2 separate regions of the Mus musculus genome follow, and region 1 is linked to region 2. Evidence: chromatin contacts called from public HiChIP or PLAC-seq data. All regions are on one chromosome and are shown on one strand. Each heading gives the region's core, a stretch centred on a gene start, on an enhancer-like site or on the middle of the called end of the contact. The rest is flanking DNA. Distances are from core to core; before and after follow the strand shown. Region 1 overlaps Cdadc1 (cytidine and dCMP deaminase domain containing 1). Region 2 holds the start of Rcbtb1 (regulator of chromosome condensation (RCC1) and BTB (POZ) domain containing protein 1).

What was found. HiChIP or PLAC-seq counts read pairs in DNA pulled down with a chosen protein or histone mark.
Region 1: an H3K4me3 HiChIP or PLAC-seq map of bone marrow-derived macrophages shows a contact between it and region 2, with 2.6 times the contacts expected there. The contact joins the enhancer-like site here to the promoter of Rcbtb1 in region 2. A contact is called at or near these places in 4 of 39 promoter capture datasets (embryonic stem cells, hippocampal neurons, liver and 1 more), 1 of 484 Hi-C or Micro-C datasets (olfactory sensory neurons), 5 of 115 datasets of contacts at active chromatin or transcription factors (bone marrow-derived macrophages, embryonic stem cells and large pre-B cells) and 4 of 9 other capture datasets (adipose tissue, liver, macrophages and 1 more).

What each region holds. Positions count from the first base shown.
Region 1 is chr14:59,567,403-59,574,095 of GRCm38.p6, reverse strand. It overlaps Cdadc1 (cytidine and dCMP deaminase domain containing 1), which reads left to right. Exons shown (of 10, transcript NM_027986.3): 8 at 260-449; 9 at 5,088-5,148. It also overlaps the pseudogene Gm18835. Among named protein-coding and RNA genes, the nearest start is that of Cdadc1, 27 kb to the left of the region's middle. Within about 2 kb of position 4,600, at least 10 of the 459 cell types and tissues checked have an H3K27ac peak or open chromatin away from gene starts, as enhancers often do. A contact at or near this core is called in bone marrow-derived macrophages and macrophages, where this site is marked.
Region 2 is chr14:59,198,277-59,204,407 of GRCm38.p6, reverse strand. Rcbtb1 (regulator of chromosome condensation (RCC1) and BTB (POZ) domain containing protein 1) reads right to left here and starts at 3,180. Exons shown (of 12, transcript NM_027764.2): 1 at 2,824-3,180.

The DNA.
Region 1 (6,693 bases), core at 3,351-5,850, 370 kb before region 2:
CCCCACGCCCTGCTCTCAGATACTGTCTAGTACCATGTTAAACATTCCAAGGCTTACTCACAGTCAGTGACTGTCAGTTAGGATTGCCAGATTTTCACATACTTTGAACATCGCTAATTTAGCAAGAATATTACTTGATTATTATTTGTAATACTGCAAATTTGTTTTACAAAACCTCAACTTTAAAGTTTAAGAATTTTTCTAAAAACATACTTGGTCTTTCATAACAGCGTTTGTAATATTTTATACCTTTTTATAGATGTCAAGATATAAAACCAGAAGAACGCAGCATGATTTTTGTGACAAAATGCCCCTGTGATGAATGTGTGCCTTTAATTAAAGGTGCAGGCATAAAGCAGATCTATGCTGGTGACGTAGATGTTGGAAAGAAGAAAGCAGACATCTCGTACATGAAGTTTGGGGAGCTTGAGGGTGTTCGCAAATTCACAGTAAGTACATGTACTTTTCCCAACGTGTACTTCCTGTTTGCCAAACCTGCCGGACATTGTGAAGTAGTGACTTCACTCTTAGGACTGTGAGTGAGCCATTATCAGTATTATTTACTGAAGTATACATTTCAGCAAAGGATCCCTGCCCTGCCCTGCCCTGCACCTTACAGAGTTGTGCATCGGCCTTTGCTGTCTCGATCCCCTCCCATGGCTCACCGTCTCTCCGGCCTTGGAGTGTTGGGCAGAGGTGCAGTTGTAGTAGTCACACCTCACAAACACACTTTCTCAGGAGGGAGATCAGAAAAAAGATCAGCTCATACTTATGATTTTTTTAAAAGGGATAGATAGAGGTGGTTCATGGAAAACTCAGAATTTTTAACATACTTCTTTCTGCTTAGGCTTTTAAAAAGTATTTTACTTTGGAATATTCTCGAGCATGCAGAAAAGTTATAAGAATTCTACAAATTTTTTCCCAGAGATTGTTAGCATGGTATGAAATTACTCTCTGTTTCTACAATGCCGTGACCCAGCGAGAGCCACAGGATCAAGAACTAAAGTGAGATTCTGCTGCAGTGAGTCCACGGCTCCCACCAGGGCTCCTGCTTAGCCCAGTCATGCTCTGTGGAAAGCCACCTTGTCAGAGTCACAGGCTCCCTTTTGTGTCACCCAGGGGCCTAAACCTGGCACCTAATGCCCCATCAGTAGACTAGAATGTGCAGTGAGTAGGATCGTTTATAAAGAGCTGTTTGAAATGTCAGCCTTGGGCTCCTGCTTATACAGTTTGAGCATCAGGAATCAAAGCACACATGTACTGCATACACATGGATATGTTGTTATTAAAGCAGAATGTGCTCTCTGTAGAAGACTAGGAACACTCCAAGCTGCATTATTCTGTAACTTATATAGAACATGACCAACATGTTACTGTATTTTCTGTGTTGTTAAAAGTTCCAAAAGTTGCTTTTAATAATCAAACACGTTCCAACCTGAACACCTAGCTTATATAATTATTTCCTTTGTTATATAACTATATTATTTCCATTTTTGTAGTTGTAAAAAGTCTTTCTATAAATATTTTGAGATGAAAGTTTAAAGTTACTAATTTTTACAGTTTTTCCCAAAGTAATAGATTTTGGTGGTTTGGTATATTTCAAACGTCCCTGTTTTGATAATTTCTTATGTAACTAACTCCCCACCTACTCTTTATAAATCCCTCCCCCCTTCCCCTCTCTCTGTGTGTTATACATGTGCGTACATGCATAAGCTCACCAATGAATCTCCAAATCCAGGTCGGAGGGTGATGTCAGTACTCTGTATTACTCGCCATCTCTCACGGAATATGGAGCTCACCCTTTCCAGCTAGACTGGCTGGCTGTGACCTCCAGAACCCACATATCTCTCCACCCCCAACTCCAGGGTTACAGGCTCCCCACTGTGCCTGGCATTTCTGTGGGTGCAGTTATCTGAACTCAGGTCTTCATGCTTATGTGGCCAGCACTTTCTCTACTGAGCATCTTTTCCCTGTCTTGTCTCTCTCTTGGGACTAACCTCAGCCATCCTATTTTTATAAGTGACCCAGGTCTGAGTCACATGTTTATTTTTTATTGCTCAGGCCTTCTTTAGCTAGTATGAAACTCAGTAGATGGGCTAGGGATGGCTCAATGGGAAAGAGTGCTTGCTGTACAAATATGCAGGCCTAAGTGTGGATTTCTGGAATTAACATAAAATACAGGCATGACCATGTGTGCCTATAACTGCAGAGCTGGGCAAGGAATAAAGGAATAAGACAAGAGGATTGCCAAGGATTGCTGGCTACCAGCCTGGCTGAAAGACTAAGAACTTCCAGTTCAGTGAGAGACTCTGTCTCAAGGCAATGAGGTGAAGAGCAATAGAAGATGCTTGTCATCTCCTCTGGCCACTACAGGGTGCACACACACCACCACCACCACCACCACCACCACCACCAACAACAACAACAGCAACTCAACACAGACATCTGCTCGCTCAAAAAGATTTTTGCAACAACCATGGCACCCTCATGAAGCTCATTAACAAAGCTAAGATAGCCACTGTGAGCTTGGACACCTAGAAGTCTCCTCCAGACCAAGTCAAGAAGGCCATGAAAGTGGCCACATTGACTGCATATGCTTATTATAACAAGAATAAAGAAGAAGCCAAGCCATCCGAGGTCATACCAAAGAGAAGTGAGGTGACCTTTTCATTGTCAGCAAGTTGTGGTCTACCTGCATTGAGAAAACTGCAGAAGAAGCCTTTCAGAAGACCCACTGGGTCTGAAACTGAACTGTTTGCACCTCTGTCTTACTCAGTGGCCACAGGAAAGACGTTATTCTCACAAAAATCATTAAGTCAGTATTATCACAGTTAAATTAGCCTTCTTGGATGCATAGGAGGTCAGGGAGGAACTGGTGGATAAAGAGTTGGTGAAAGCCCTGGCCATCTCCAGCTTCGACAGCTTCCAGATTGAAAGGTTCCTGAACTGAAACAAACCAATGGCCATGCAGGCTGACTGCCCTGTATCTCAGCCTGGACAGTGCAATCTACTGCTGACACTCCAAGATCATCAGCATCACATCCCATAGCCCTGGGTTCTCTAGACAGGCCTTGGACCAAGCCAGAGGACCATTAAGTATTAGAGGATTACAAGATCAAAGAGACCACTACAAAACATAAGAAAACCTCAGCCCAGGTTCTGATTTGGTTTCATATCCAGGGGAATGTGGTAGTGATTCCCAAGCCTGGGACACCAGCACACATACTTGGGAACTTTAACTTCCAGTTGAGTGATGGGGAGATAGATAGCCACCATCCTTAGCTCCAATAGGAGCCAGAGGGCCTGCCTGCTGCCTGAGACAGTCCATACAGGAGAATGTCCCTACGGCACAGAGATCATCTGAAGAGACTGCCTGGTGGATTCCCTCTTCGCTAACAGGCACCACATCCCTCACGCCTCTCCCATCCTTAGCCAGTCCTGTGTGACATCATGCTGTGGCAAACTTGCTGTAGGACAAAATCCAGGTGATGCTGAATTAAATTCTCATGCTGAGGGGGCTGGTGAGATGACTCAGTGGTTAAGAGCACTGTTCTTCTAAAGGTCCTGAATTCAAATCCCAGCAACCACCTTCCGGTTGACGCCAGCTCCAGGCCACCTTGGCAGAGAACTTGGCTGACAGTCCCATGGTCCCAGAGGACTCTCCATCCCCCAGGTGCCCTAGCACGCCTAGGATCTTGGGATCACTGGTGAGTGGAACACAACATCTGTTTCAACACAACTGGGAGTGCCTGGGGCCAGCAGGAACAGGGACACAGGAGCCCCGCCTGACCAGCGGCTCGAGCTCCTTCTGGTTGGCTCTGGTCTACCTTGGTTTCAAACACAGCGGACAGCCCCATAGTCCCTAGAGGAGGTGCCACTTTCAGGTGCTCTAACACGCCCAGGATCTTAGGATTCCAGGATCTTAGGATTCCAGGATCCCAGGAGCTTGGTCATACCAGGATCTTAGAGTCTCAGAGGAAGTTTAACTGCCAAGAACTCTGACACACCCAGAATCTCAGGATCACGGGATTCTGGAATCATAGGATCACAGAGAAAGCTGGACTCTGAGGAGTTCTGACTCAACCGGGATTACAGGAAGGACAGGCACCAATCAGATATATTGAGGGCAGTGAGCACTTGAGATAATCAGATGGCAGGAGGCAAGTGTAAGAACAGAAGCAACAGAAACCAAGGTTACTTGGCATCACCAGAACCCAGTTCTCCCACCATAGCAAGTCCTGGATACACCATCACACCAGAAAAGCAAGATATGGATCTAAAGTCATTTCTCTTGATGATGATGATGATGATGATGATGATGGAGGACTATAAGAAGGAAATAAATAACTCCCTTAAAGAAATACAGGAGAACACATCCAAACAGGTGAAAGAATTGAACAAAACCATCCAAGATCTAAAAATGGAAGTAGAAACAATAAAGAAATCAAATACCAACAACTACATGGAGGCTCACAACCATCTGTCACGGGATCCGATGCCCTCTTCTGGAGTGTCTGAAGACAGCTACAGTGTACACACATATAATAAATAAATGCTGAGCCATGGGAAGACTGTGCAGGGAAGTGTGACTCAGAGGCATTGCCTGTACTCATATGATCCGACCAAATGTTTGTCAAACACCAGGAACTCAGCCAGCACTGGGGACATAAGATGAGAAAAATAACAATAGTAACAGACGTTAAAAACAAAATTAAAAAAACACCTCAGTGGGTCCTGGAGGTAGATGGTTCCTGGTTTGTTATGGGCATGCAGAATCTTATCCGTCTCTGCCTTATGTCACTGTGACCTGGGGGAAGTTACTTAGTTCTTTAGTTCTTCAGTTCTCGCGTTTAGCACCTATAAAATGAGTACAAAGGACGGTTAGAGCCCCTTCTCTGAGGGTTTTGATTCTGATTCTGATTCAAGTGATCTGATTGATCTGATTGAGGGTCATTCAAGGTCAGTGCCTCAGGAGGCATGCACACGTGGGCTTCTAAAAGCTATTTTGATAATGAAAAGCAAGGTACTGATGTGCTGTTTATTAACTCATTTTAAACATATGAATAAAATATCTGTACCTCCTACAGTGGCAGTTGAATCCGTCTGAAGCTTATAGTCTTGACCCAAATGAGCCTGAAAGGAGAGAAAGTAAGTATTTCTAAGCATTCTGTCGAGGTGGTGATGCTAAGGAGTGGTAGATAGTGAGTTCTTAAGATCTGATGATGAACCTACGTGTGGGTAAATGCAGGATTGTCATTTCTAAAGATTACATTCACTTATCCAACTTGTTCATACATGTGTGTTACGTGAGAAGCCGTGTGAAGTGCTGCTTGCCAATTACTCCAGGAATGTAAATGACTGCATGCAGATTGAATCTATGAATTGCATTTGTTTGGAACGGCGAGCAACAGCATCTCCTACATTCATGCAAAGGCTTCTTGGGAGTGAGAGAGGGGAGCTGTGAGTATTTAGCACAGATTGTGAAGACCGAGCAATGAGGCCATCTGTGTTGTTCCAGAGTAAAGACACAGTGGCCCAGGTTGCTGGGAGAATGGAAAGATCCTGTTTACGTTAATACCTTAGTGAAGCAAAACTTACCTCAAGTGAGTCACTAGTCTTCACCTTTATTATTTGCATATTAAGTAAAACCATATTGGATATAATATATCATGAGAGTTTTTACAATTCTGTAAGTAAAGATCATTGAACGTGATGCTATGCAGATTTGTTTTAAAACAGTAGCTTGATTGTGATTGTCTGGGTTCTAAGTAACCGCAATCTCCTGTATATTTTCTTAAAGCAGCAGTGACTTGGTAATCTTTAAAAACCCAGAAATACAAAGGTTTCTATGAAAACATGGATGTCTTATCATTTACAGTCTGGAAAAATACATAATAACTACATTTTCCTTTTAAATTTGTATTAAGAAATTAAGGAAATAAAAAATGTGACCCTGATCAAAGGTGTTTGAGGGCCAGTGTGAGTGTCCTGTAGTTAGGGAGAGAGTGTACCATGCTAACTGTAGAAAGACACATTCCTTTGTCTGTTGAAATTAAGAGCATCTGTCCATCAAAAGATCCCACTAAGAGGGTGTAAAGGCAAGCCACGGAACAGAAGACACGTGCCACTTAAGATCAACCAAGGGCCTGGGTCCGGTATCTCAGGAGGAGGAAGACATGCCTGCGGGTGAATGGAGAATGGAGTCGAGGACAAGGAAGGCGGCGGGGGTGTCAGGCAGTGTCTCAGCCACCCAGTCAAGTGTGCGCTTCTTGGTGACAGTTTGTTAAGCCTAGCTTATGTTTTGATGCACTTTTTAAACAAGAATTTTATATCAATAAATAATATGGTTATCTCCTTTTCAATTATGGAACAGCTTCATAGTGTATAATTTACTTACTGTGAAGAGCTCACTGGCCTCTGTACATTCAGAGCTGTGTCCCCTCCAGCATAGTGTAAGGTCAGCATGTCTCATTACAGTATAAAGAGACATGCTACTCATTGTACTCCCCTGTCCTTCCCACCCAGCCCGCGTCAACACAGCAGCTCTATGGATTTCTCTCCCCTGGCCATCATACACAGGACTCAGATGCTGTGTGGGTCCCTTTTACACTTCACATCTGTTTAAAATATCAAAACAAACAAACAAACAAACAAAAAACAGACCAAAACAAAACAAACAAACAAAAAACAGGA
Region 2 (6,131 bases), core at 1,931-4,430:
GCTTTTAGACTAGGAACACACTTCAGAGCTTCTTCACTCATTCAATGTCAAAAGGGCTACAAATACAGTACAGTTTCAAACATTTGCTGAGACACTAATTCTATCACTGTCCCAACTGCTACCACAACTTACAGAACTGGAAAAAGATAGCATGCCCTGAACTGGGACAAGACTTAAGTCTATAAACACTGCATGCTGTCTTCATCAGACACAGCTAAGGCCACCGGTACAGAGGTCACTGAATATCAGCCTCACAGCTTCATGTGCAGACACCATGACTACTTGCTGTCCTAGAATTTCCCAACCCTGACATGTCGAAGTCATCGTTTAAGAGGAGAATGGAAGGTGCTATAGCTGTCCTTCCTTGAGAGCCAGAAATTATTTGACTTGAAATACAACCTACAGTAATGGCCCCTGGGAGCATTTCTTCAGCCCTGTCACCCAAGGGGCTGCTTTTATATCACTGTCTGTACGTTTCTGGCAATTTTACAACGGAGTATCTGACATTTCATTGTTATAAGAGCTGATACTGAAATCATGTGCTCTGGTTGAGAAACAAACCACCCAAGTGTCTATAGGATTAGCAGGAGAAAACAAATCCTGTGATATGGACTATGACAAAAGATACTTCTCTTTAATTCCAGCACCAAGGAGACAGAGGCAGGAGGACCTGTATGAGTTCAAGGCTAGTACGGCCTACATGGCCAGTTCTAGGCCAGCCAAGGCTACATAGTGAGACCTTGTCCTAAAAACAAAGAAACAAACAAAACAAAACAAAACAAAACAAAAAAGGTAAGACAGAGCCCAGAAGTTAAACACCATTGTCTAGATTCTACAGTCTAGAGGTACATTCTGATCTCAGAATTCTCTCCCCCAGGAAAGAGGTCTTTCTTTCTGTTGTTTTTAAAGCTCTGGTCTGAAGTGGAACAGGAAGCTGCCCAGAGTACTCGTAGGAAAGCTAACCTTTTGTTTGTCCATTTCTAAAGTGACAAACACATTAGAAATGACATTTTGCTTAAGATTCCTTCTCTCATATGTGCTTATGGAAGATCTAACATCTTTTGAAAACCAAGGATTTAAACTATAAGCATGATGCTAACTTCATCAAAGGACAAACCACACAGGGAGAACATGGCACCTTCGTAATTCAAATAATATCACCAAGTGTTAATATCAGTAACATAACCTCATCAGTAATAACCAAAGACATAGAAGGAAGTAAGTTTTATATTTAGTCAGTTACACAGTCTTCACTTTAATTTAGTATATTTCTCTGTGATATAAGATTTAAAAATGTGTCACCAAAGCATGCCACTAGTCAAGTTGACAAGAAGTTTGTGCTCAGGGTTCATTATTGGGACTCTCTGTCCCCACAACTTTTTCTCGTGTATCAAAAAGTTATCCCAGCTAACAGTTGGACACATGAAGTGTTCATGTTCACAAACTACAGACTTTCCTAACATCTTCAGAGGTTTCAGAAAAGACCTTCTCAAATGAACTCCAGTACGTGAGTGTGATAAAGTCTATCTACTACTCCCAGAATACAACAGTAGCCTAGTTATTTGAACTGATATTCAGTATCTAAATTCTAGAATCAAGCAGATTTTGGTAGCTTCAGTGCCCAAACTTTTGCTAGTGGCTTTTTCTTACAATCTGAAATCTTACTGTGGAAACTCTGGAACTCCTCAAATTTCCAAAGTATATAGAACTCACACTCTAAAATATAAGATGTTTTCTCTAGGTGTAAAATTACAGATTATGTACATTCTTCTTTATATTTATTTATATTTTCTAAATTTTTCTTCACTCTTAGCTTGTAAATGTTTTGCTTGTTATCAAGACAGGATTTCTCTGTGTAGCTCTGATGGTCCTGGAACTCGATCTGTAGACTTCTTATAAACCGTATATTGTGGCCTAGATATACTTGAAAACTTGAAATTTTTCGTCTATATTGTGAGCCAAATTACATAGTAGATTAATTAACTGACATGTTAGGAAATCTATTCTAGTTAAAGTCCAGCAGTTTTTATCACATCTCTGGATACATATAAGGTAATGTACTGTCTTAAAATTTTTTAACTATAGATCCTAGTTAAGAAAGAAAATGTATTTCAATGTCTTGTCAGGCCTGTAAACGCATGAAGGCCCAACCTTTGTTTCATATGCTTCCTTTTAAGTACCAAATGCAGAAAGAGCAATTCAATTGCATGACTCTCGGATAAAGACCCCAGACTTCTCACTTTCTGGTACACACAGGCACTCAGTTTAAAACCTTAGAACACAAAATTTAAGCTACGAGCTTCATAGCTTTGGTTTCCTGTATATGTTCTGAGATTCGTAGAACTTAACACTTCGGATCATAAGACTTAAAAATCACAGAAGAAACACTTCAAAGATTAACGCATCACTTCCTCTTCAATAGGCACAAAGAGGGGGAAAGGAAAAAAAAAAAAAAAAACCCGCCCCGAAGTACTGGTATTCACACAATGGAGTAAAACCCAGGCCACAGAAGAAGAGAACCTAAATCCTGTTGTGATTTAAATTGAAGTCAAAATTTAAAAGACACTCTAAACTCCCGTAAGGGTCCCGTAAGCATCATCTCATGCCTGCCAGCATTTCTTGCTTTTGATGCTACGCCCGCTACAGCGCACGCCAGTCTCAGAAACTCCGATTGTTTTGCCCACCACGAGCTTTAATCCTCGTAGCAGTAACGGGGCAGAGGCGAGGGAGACTATGAATGTTTCTAAAAGCAAGCTGTATTGTCTTATAAAACTGCAACCCTCGGCTTCGGCGCTCTGCAGCAGTCAGCCTCCCACCGCTAACCTGCGTGCTCCGGGTTCCTCCCCCGCAGGGCGGACAGCGCAGCTCCTCAGAGGCAGGCCGCGGGCAACGCCACGTACTCGGCTCGCCGCACACCTGGGGGAAGCGCCCGCAAGACGGAATCCGCGGGTGCCCGGTGCGGGGTGCGCGTCGCCGGGGAGTCGCGAACGCGCCTGGTGCGCACGGCCCTCGGGAGGGCGCGGACTCAGCAGCCAGCGGCCGAACAAGGCCCTGTCCGGCTCGCCTGCTCGCTCGCCCGCACCGCCGCCCTGCAGCGCTCTACCTGTCAGGCCGCCCGGCCAGGCCCTGACTCCGCTGCGCCGCCGCCGCCTTAGCCGTAGCCGGCTCCTCCCCCCCAAAACCGGGAGCGAGCACAAGCGCCCGGGCCGCCGGTCACGTGGGCGGGTCGCGTCACGTGACACCGGAGCGCCCCGCGCAGCGCGCGCCCTCTGTCTGCTCAGGTTCCCGCTCGGGTTTGGTTGTAGACCGGGCTGCTGGCGCAGCGCAGGGGCGCCGTAGTGGCTCCCGCGAGGACCGGAAGGCGAAGGCGTCCCAGGATGGCAGCAGAGCGTGGCCTTCCTCCCGCTCCGCCCATCCCAGGCCGCTGGTCTTCAGGACACGTGTCTCTGCCCGGTCCGAGGAAGGCCAGGACGCCTAGGTCAGGAGGGCAGAGGCAAGGCTGCTGAAAGCTCTCTCTCTGCCCAGAACTTTTCTTGTGTTAAGCGGGTACAACTGAGGTCCGGAAGGGAGCGGCCGCTTTGTGCTTTGTGCTTTGTGCGTCTATCAGAAGAAGCTTATCAGTTGTAAAGTCCCCTACCGCCCTAGGCTCTCCCATTTGGCACTAGAGACCAAAGTCTACACTTGGCACCCCAACATTCAAGCTATCTTGTTTAGACTCACCTTTCCCTTTTCAGGTCCCAGCGGTAAATACAAATCCCCTTTGTTTTCTGTTTACCACTAAGCAGATGCGGTCCAAAAACCTTTCTGTCAGCACATAGTAACTACAACGTGCTTCCCCCCTATAGAGAATTCTTGTTTCTCTTGAGTACTTTCGGTGGATTACATTTTTAAATATATATATATATACCTTAAATTGCTGTAGGCCTCTCAGGGTTTGTTCATTCTTTTGCCTTGATCTCAAATGTTCAGAATCACCATTTCCTTTCTCAAAGAAAAAACAGGAGGAAGAGGTTAAAAACAGATTTTACTTAGAAATTATTGCAATATAGAAATTGAGCCCTATTTTATACCCTAATGTTTCTTTCTGTTGTACTAGTCCCTGGGTAAAATCTGTTTTTACCAGTTTAATGACTCTGGCTCTGGTTTTTTTTTTTTTTTTCCTAACATTTCCCAAAATATTCATCGGTCTCTCATCTTTCAAAATTGAGGTCAGACACCATCTATTCTTCTTGCAGACTTAACATCTTCAGTTGTTGTAAAAGTTCATTGAGACAGCCTCAGCTACAACTACTCCTCTAGTTATAATACTACATACTCAAAACAGAAAATTCACAATGCAGGTAAATGTATTACTCTGCATCTAAGAGATTAAGTATCTATTGTTACCTGATCTCACATATTATGAACTCTTCATAACAGGGCTATATGGTCTTACTACAATAACTGAGAACTGACTAGACTCTCACTATCAGCCAATGGAAGAGCAACACCAAAAATATGGAAATTTGGTAGACTTGAGGGAGGATAGAAATGGAAAATTATGGGAACATAGGGAAGAAAGGAGTCCCTTACCACAGAGTCTTTCTGAAGCGTTTTGCAGCTGCAAATAGAGTACAATTAATGTTTGTGCTGAAGGTTGCCTACAGAGAGACAGTATTCCTTTTTTATGGAAATATTTTCTAGTAAGAAGGTTAGAATACCAATGAACTATAAGGTCTGAGTGTATCTGTCCTTAGAACACCACCTTACTTCTATCCCAGATGTTTTGTAGGATTCTTAAATGATAATCTTTCTGTGTGTCTCTGTCTGGTCTCTCTTTTGTCTCTCTCTGTCTCTCTGGTGAGACAGACTGTGTGTGTGTGTGTGTGTGTGTGTGTGTGTGTGTGTGTGTGAGAGAGAGAGAGAGAGAGAGAGAGAGAGAGAGAGGGAGAGACAGCACATGCAAATGTAGATGCATGCAGACTATGTGTGTGTGTGTGTGTGTGTGTGTGTGTGTGTGTGTGTGTACAAGCAAATGTAGATGCAGGCAGATTTCATTCGCAGTGAAATATTAACCTCTGTAAACATTGAAAACATCCACCTTCCCCACACATCCTTGTGATCTAGATCTTGTTTTTTACCTCTCAGCTGTAATTCTATCCACTGTAGCCCCATTTAATCTTCCTTAGGAGCCCTTGGAGATGCAACTTCAGAAGCCACCGACATCCATTATATACAACTATAACAAATTCAAAATATGGTGGGGATTAAAACAAGAAAAAAAGCATTATGATTAACATGAAAGAAGCCAGTTAGCAAAAGGCCTGGAAATCCCTCCCAGAAGCTGCAGGAAACAAAATGGAGCGTGCTGGAGAAAAGCCTTTGGGATGGCCTTCTGAGTGTGGGAGAAGGGTGAAGCTGTTTACATAACCTATGAGGGTCATGCTGTTGAGAACTGAGGGTGTTAGAGGACCAGCCCTGTCCCACCTCTCTAGATCCCTCCCTTTCTGAGGAGAGCCTTTCTCCTCTGTAATAGAACCTCTATTTCTATCATGTTTCTTCATTCTGTGTTATTTTGTTCTAGGAAACAGTAATGTGGAATTTGGGCAGGTGCCCCCAGACTCAGAGCCCCATCTGACAAAGATAATAACACGTTCTCTCTTGAGAAGCAGACACCCATGTGCTTGGCAGGACACTTCCATCTGTTCCAGCACTTCTTCATTAACCTTATGCTTAAATCTGTGTTAAAATCTCTTAAATGCCAGCTCTACCTCTTTGTAATTGAAGTTTTTAAGAATTTCATGCATAAGTATTGTATCTACATTATTTGTGCCCCTCCTCTTTCTGCCCTCTAGCTCCTCCCATGTTCCCCAGATTGCCTCTCAAATTATTGACTCTCTTCCCTCCTTCCCAACCCCCATCTTTGTATGAGCACTTGCAAATGTGCAGGCAGGTAGATGTCTTCGCACAACTGTGAAGGTCAGAGGACAGCTTGTAGTAATCAGTTTTTCCCTTTCACGATGTGGATACTGGGTATCAACCTCAGGCCATCAGACTTGGCAGCAGGACCCTTTACTGCTGAACATTTCAATGGTCTGTAAATCAGCTTTACCATCAACTATCCTTACACTGGCACAGCAGATTCAGGAACA